Regions from separate parts of the Mus musculus genome. Here region 1 is linked to region 2. Evidence: chromatin contacts called from public Hi-C data. All regions are on one chromosome and are shown on one strand. Each heading gives the region's core, a stretch centred on a gene start, on an enhancer-like site or on the middle of the called end of the contact. The rest is flanking DNA. Distances are from core to core; before and after follow the strand shown.

Region 1 (2,709 bases), core at 122-2,621, 120 kb before region 2:
TCTGTGCCCCGTGTGCGTGCAGAATTCTGCAGAGCCGATGAAGGTTTCACCGGTTTCCTGCAACCGGAGTTGTGAGCTGATGCATGAGTGCTGGGATTTGAACCCAGGTCCTTTGGAAGACAAGTCAGTACTCTTAACCACTGAGCCCTCCATCCAGTTCTCTCTTTAAAATAGAATCTCACTCTATAGTCTAGCCTAGCCTGAAATGTGGGTGATCCTTCTGCCTCGGGCACCCAAGTTCTGGTAATATAAGCTTGAGCCATGATGCCTTGCTCCCATAGAATTTTTGACTTTCATCTTTAGTGATAGAATCTCAAGGGTATAGCAAGTCGTGAGTCTAGTGAACTTCAAAAGATAAGCAAAATCAGCCATTCCGTTCGCACTTTCCAGACTTCGTGTGTGATCTCACAGCCCTGCGACTTGAAAAGAAAGAAGTCTTTCCTCTCCTCTCTCTCTGGGCACAAGAAATGAGTCGGCCTCTCCGGTGCTAAATATCATCCCTGTCAACTCTCTTATATCACGGACCCTGGAGATTCTCTTCTGTCTTCACAGCTCTTTAGAATTTACGAGAGACCACCAACTTAGATATTGACCCACCGAATAAACCACTAACACACTAATGGCTCAAGGAAAGGGTATTTCTTTGGGACCTGAAAACTGATCAGAGGCCATTAAGTTATGATATAGAGTGGGGGGAGGGTTGCAGAGGGACAGAGAAGAGATGAGTCTCCTGTCACCAGCCACTAAGTTCCTTCTATTTATATTGCATCCGAGCTTAACAGCTCACTCAGGAATGCTAACTATCAGACCCACTCAGAGGAACACTCTAGTGAAATCTTCACTTGGCAAAGCTAGATGTCTTCAGGGCACGCATCATTGATTTCTGCGCCTGATTCTAAAGAGTCAGTTGAGCTCTTAAGAAGCACCCAAGGATTTAGAGTCCGGTGCATTTTTGATGAGACGCTGTTTAAAGCCTGTAGAAACTCGGCTTCGGAGACTTCCAGCTTACCAACGTTGCTGCTTAAACGCGCCCATCCCTTCTTGGCTGGCTTCCATGAACGGAAGAGTCTCTGTCAGTTCTTATGACATACAATTGGAGGAAGATTTAGCTGCCAAGGATCACAGTCTCAAGCCTTCAACTTCTTTACGGCTCCACATAAATATAAAATGAGGTCATATTTTCGAAAGATTCGTGATAACGCGCCTTGGCCAGAGTTGACCTCTCTAGCCAGCTTTTAGTGACACCCAGATGACTCTCTGTTTAAATGCAAAATAACCGGGAAGCCAACTGAAGCTCAGAGTCAGGTGGCTTGGTGCTAGTCCTGGCTCAACAAATTATAACTAGTTCCATCCTGGATGAGTCACTTGCCTCCTGCGCACTCCGCTTCCTCGAGGCAGAATCGGTCAGATAATACTCTTCTCTGCCACTTAGGGTTGTTGTGAACCTGAGATAACATGGATATCTATGCAGAACTTCACTGTAAAGAGGAAGGATTGTGGGAGTTTGAGTCTCTGGCGTGATACTAGCTTGAAGAAGCAAGTCAGGCACAGGGTTCTCCCCTTTTAAATGTGATTCGGTTGGTTTTGTTAAGGGGAGGCTACTTGCATGTCCATGAGCTGTCTTTTACAGCTAGAGACCATGTTTCCTAGACCATAATAATGATCAACCAACATCTATTGAGAGATGTATACACTGAAACACTGTCCTTTTCCGCATGGGCCGTAAGGAAAGAAAGCGTACCCACACACACTGAAGTTCCTTCCCGTCCTTCCCTGAGATTGCTTTTAATTGTTAATATTTGGAATCAAAATATTGTTGTTATTACTGCTTATATTAAGAGGTTAATATTCTTTTTTTTTCTTTCTCACGGCATATTAAAAACAAAAAACCTCTTAAAAGCTTCCAATAGAAACTATGGAAAATCCAACGCCCTATTGTCTGTCACGAGATTCCAGAGCACTGACAGTTTATTATTCTCATCATTTATATTTATTCTGCTGCGTTTATTTCAGTACAGGGCAACTGCATCAGCATTCAAATTGATTGCACGTTGGTCTCGAAACCCTTAGTGAATGTTTCCTATTGTGTTCCAACACTGAACGCCTCCGTCAGGCATCACCCCGCTGTGGTGTTCCCACTGACGTGAGCTGCCGGTTCTCGGGCTTGCCATCCTCCACAGTTACCCAGAAATGGTTTCTGTTGAGTGTGGACGTTTTGGGGCTTCCAGAGTAGTATCTGGAACTGTGTATGGCAGAGAAGCCACTCAAGATGGTATTGAAAAGGAAAGGAATCTGTTTGCTCTTAGCATCTCCTAGAAGTGAAAGAAGAAGAAATTAATGAAACACCTCAATGACAGTAGAGACCTGGCTGCACACAGTTTACCTCCCCGGCTCTGCAGGCTTGTCTGCTCCCCTACACTTATGCAGGGCTCTGTATGCAGGGTTCTGTATGCCGGGCTCTGTATGCCAGGCTCTGTATGCAGGGCTCTGTATGCCAGGCTCTGTATGCAGGGCTCTGTATGCCAGGCTCTGTATGCCGGGCTCTGTATGCCAGGCTCTGTATGCAGGGCTCTGTATGAGGTGCTAGGGAATTGCTAAGCTTGAGGTCATGACTGACCCTTCTGGGGCACTGTGGGATAGCCAGATAGCCACACAGGATGCCTTGACACCCTAGCACTGGCCTTTGTGCTGTGTGAGAGCTGGTGTGTG
Region 2 (3,058 bases), core at 454-2,953:
TGGGAGAGCAAGAGATTACAACATCAGGTTACCCACTAATCGATATGGAGCCCCAACACATATACAGCAGAGGACTGCCGGGTCTGCTGATTCAGTCAGAGAAGATGCACATAACCCTCAAGAGACTGGAGGCCCCAGGAAGTGGGGGTGGGGGTGAAGACATCCTCGTGGAGACAAGGTACAGGGGAGGTATGGGATGTGGAACACTTCAGCGGGAGGACTGGGAGGGGGATAAAATCTGGAGTGAAAAAAAATAAAATAAAATAAAATAAAATTGAAAGAAAGAGAGAAAAAGAAAGAAAGAAAGGAAGGAAGGAAGGAAGGAAGGAAGGAAGGAAGGAAGAAAGAAAGAAAGAAAGAAAGAAAGAAAGAAAGAAAGAAAGAAAGAAAGAAAGAAAGAGAGAAAGAAAGAAAGAAAAAAAGAAGAAAGCTGCATGCCCAGGGACTGGAGAGATGGCTCAGCAGTTACAAGCACTGACAGCTTTTCCAGAGGACCAAGGTTCAATCCTAGTACCCACACACCAGCTCTCAAATGTCTGTAATTCCAGTTCCAAGGGATCCAATGCCCACCTCTGCCTTTCATGAACACCAGGCATGCACGAGTTGCATAGACACACATGCAGGCAAAACACACATATACATAAAATAATAAAAGGAAACTTTTTAAAAAAAACAAAAAAGGTCTAGGCCTAGAGGGATTCACAAAAAAAAAAAAAAGCATATGCAAAATTTGATAAACGGAAGAGAATAAAAAATCAAAACGTAAAAGCATTTAAAAGTGGAACAACATCGAAGAACATGGGGGGGGGGGCTGGAAATAAAGCAGGAGGGAGGAGTGAAGCCGTGGAGAAACTTCTTTCTGGGTTCTTTAAAATTCGTGTTTCCCGGATGTAGACGCGGGAACTCGTCAGGTGAACCTGGAGCTTCTTGTCTTGCCTATCAAGCAGGTTGGGTCTGACCTTGTGACTGGACAAGTGATAAATGCTCAATAGAGCTGTCTTCATCTTAGTAGCTTCCGGCCTGGGTGTACCAAAAGCCTGGCTGGCTGGAACTAGCTCTGCGGTGTGCAGGCTGGGCAGGTTCTCGGATGACCGCAGACTCTCGCTGAGATGCCCTGGGGTAGCTACTGTTCTAGCCCAGGCGGGAAAGCACAGTGCTGAGATCTGTCCGGGCAGACCAGCCTTCATCCTCGAAACACACTCTTTATTAAACCTTTTCAGTATGATAGCAAACTACATGAATTCTTCCAAAAATAGGTGTAGGTTTATATATTTGGTTTTTTGCAACATGTTCAAAAAATCATGTCAATAACAACTTAATTGAAGCAAACACACATAAATCTTAAATTTTTTTTTGTTTTTTTTTTTTTTATATGTATAGATGTTTTGCCAGCATGTATGTGTCATGTACATGAAGTGCCAGTAGGGGGAGTCGGACTCCCTGGGACTTGGGTTACAGATGGTTCTGGGCTGCCATGTAGGTGGGCTGGAAATTGACTCCTAGTCTCTGGAGGAGCAGCCACTGTTCTTAATCTCTGAGCCATCCCTCCAGCCCCAAATCTCAACATTGTAAACGTTACTGTGTAGGTGAATATAGACGAGTTGCTCGTGGCTCACAATTGCATTTCTGGGACAGCTTACGCTGTGTGATTCAAAAAGCAGAGAAAGGCAGCAGGGCGAACAGATGCTGCAAATGGAAGAAAACAAGGACAGATGGCCAGATCTGTGTTAGAGCACACCGATCCACCGTGAGACGGGACAGTAGCCATTCAGCGCATGCGCCTAGTGAAACGGGAGAAATCCTCCACTATTTGCAGATGGATTTTGGATTTCACTATTCTTCTCTATGCAGTAAAGCTTTTAGTTTATTCGCATGATGTTTCCTGGAAGGAAACAAGACATTTTCCCTTCACTACCTGATTTTCGTGTTTCCAGGGGAAAAGCCTTCATCAGATCATTTATCCTCATAGATGATTAAAGGGCTTTTGCATTGGTTCAAAAACTGAGGATCAGAACATGGCCGTTGCTAAGAATTCAGGAATAACTAGTGGTGGTTAATCTTCACTGTTGACTTGGTGGGATTTAGAATCAGCCTGATAACACACATCAAGTGTCTATGGGAAGAGTTTAACGGAGCAGGGAAGACCCACTCAGTATGTGGATGGTTGGCATCATCCCTTGGGTTGGAATGCTCAGAGGAATAAAAAGGAGAAAGTGGGCTGAGCATCAGCACTGCCATTTCTACTTCTGAGTCCCGCCTGGGGGCCGGGCAGGCCTAGAGGGGAGCAGTTAAAACAAACAGCTGTAAAGTGTGGCCAGCATATCACAGCTCTGGGGGACAGACACAGAGAAATGACTGGGGCTCGACAGGCAGCTAGCCTTGCCAAACAGGTGAGCTATGGGCTATTTGACTAAAATTAGCTAAGCAAAACTCTGAAGTGGAGAACAATTAGGCACAGAGTTCTCGTGATGTGTGTGTACATGCATGTTCGAACGTGTGCCTGTGTATGTGTGTGCATGCATGTGCGTACGTGTGCCTGTGTGTGCCTGTGTGTACACGTGTGTGTGTGTATGTGTGTGTGTGCTTGACCATGTGCATGTAAGAACAAATCCAGAAAAGAATGTTGCTTGTCTTGGAACTATTCCCAATTTTCTTCCTGTATCATTTTCTACCTTTTTTTTTTTTTTTTTTTTTTTTTGAGACTGAGCCTGGAGCTCAATGTCTTGGATAGATTTGCTGGACAGTGAACTCCTAGAATCCACCTGTTTCTGTCCTCCAGTATAAGGTTTCTGGCACATCGGACATGCCTGTGATGGGGATTGGAACTCAGGTCTTCACGCTTGCAAAGCAAGTGCTCTTTCCCTTGGTGCCATCCTCCGGACACCATGATAGTTGATTTGACTCTTACATTCGCCTGTAGTCTGAGCTAATGGTCTGATCTCATCTCTTCTCAAATGGTTAGCAAAATATCTTCCTAATAGTTTCTAAATTAATTTATATGCCACCATTATAAACGATGCTCAGAAGTGTGCCCCTACGATGAATATTCTAGTTAGTG

The links. Hi-C and Micro-C count contacts between places; a contact is called where the count stands out from the background.
Region 1: a contact with region 2 is called in a Hi-C map of cerebellar granule neurons, with 2.5 times the contacts expected there. The contact joins two enhancer-like sites. A contact is called at or near these places in 1 of 15 datasets of contacts at CTCF or cohesin (large pre-B cells), 6 of 484 Hi-C or Micro-C datasets (the AtT-20 cell line, B cells, cerebellar granule neurons and 3 more), 2 of 115 datasets of contacts at active chromatin or transcription factors (embryonic stem cells and trophoblast stem cells) and 1 of 9 other capture datasets (embryonic stem cells).

What each region holds. Positions count from the first base shown.
Region 1 is chr10:116,770,048-116,772,756 of GRCm38.p6, reverse strand. No RefSeq gene overlaps it. Among named protein-coding and RNA genes, the nearest start is that of 4930579P08Rik, 42 kb to the right of the region's middle. Within about 2 kb of position 1,371, at least 34 of the 459 cell types and tissues checked have an H3K27ac peak or open chromatin away from gene starts, as enhancers often do. A contact at or near this core is called in cerebellar granule neurons, where this site is marked.
Region 2 is chr10:116,652,251-116,655,308 of GRCm38.p6, reverse strand. No RefSeq gene overlaps it. Among named protein-coding and RNA genes, the nearest start is that of Gm26579, 21 kb to the left of the region's middle. Within about 2 kb of position 1,703, at least 25 of the 459 cell types and tissues checked have an H3K27ac peak or open chromatin away from gene starts, as enhancers often do. A contact at or near this core is called in cerebellar granule neurons, where this site is marked.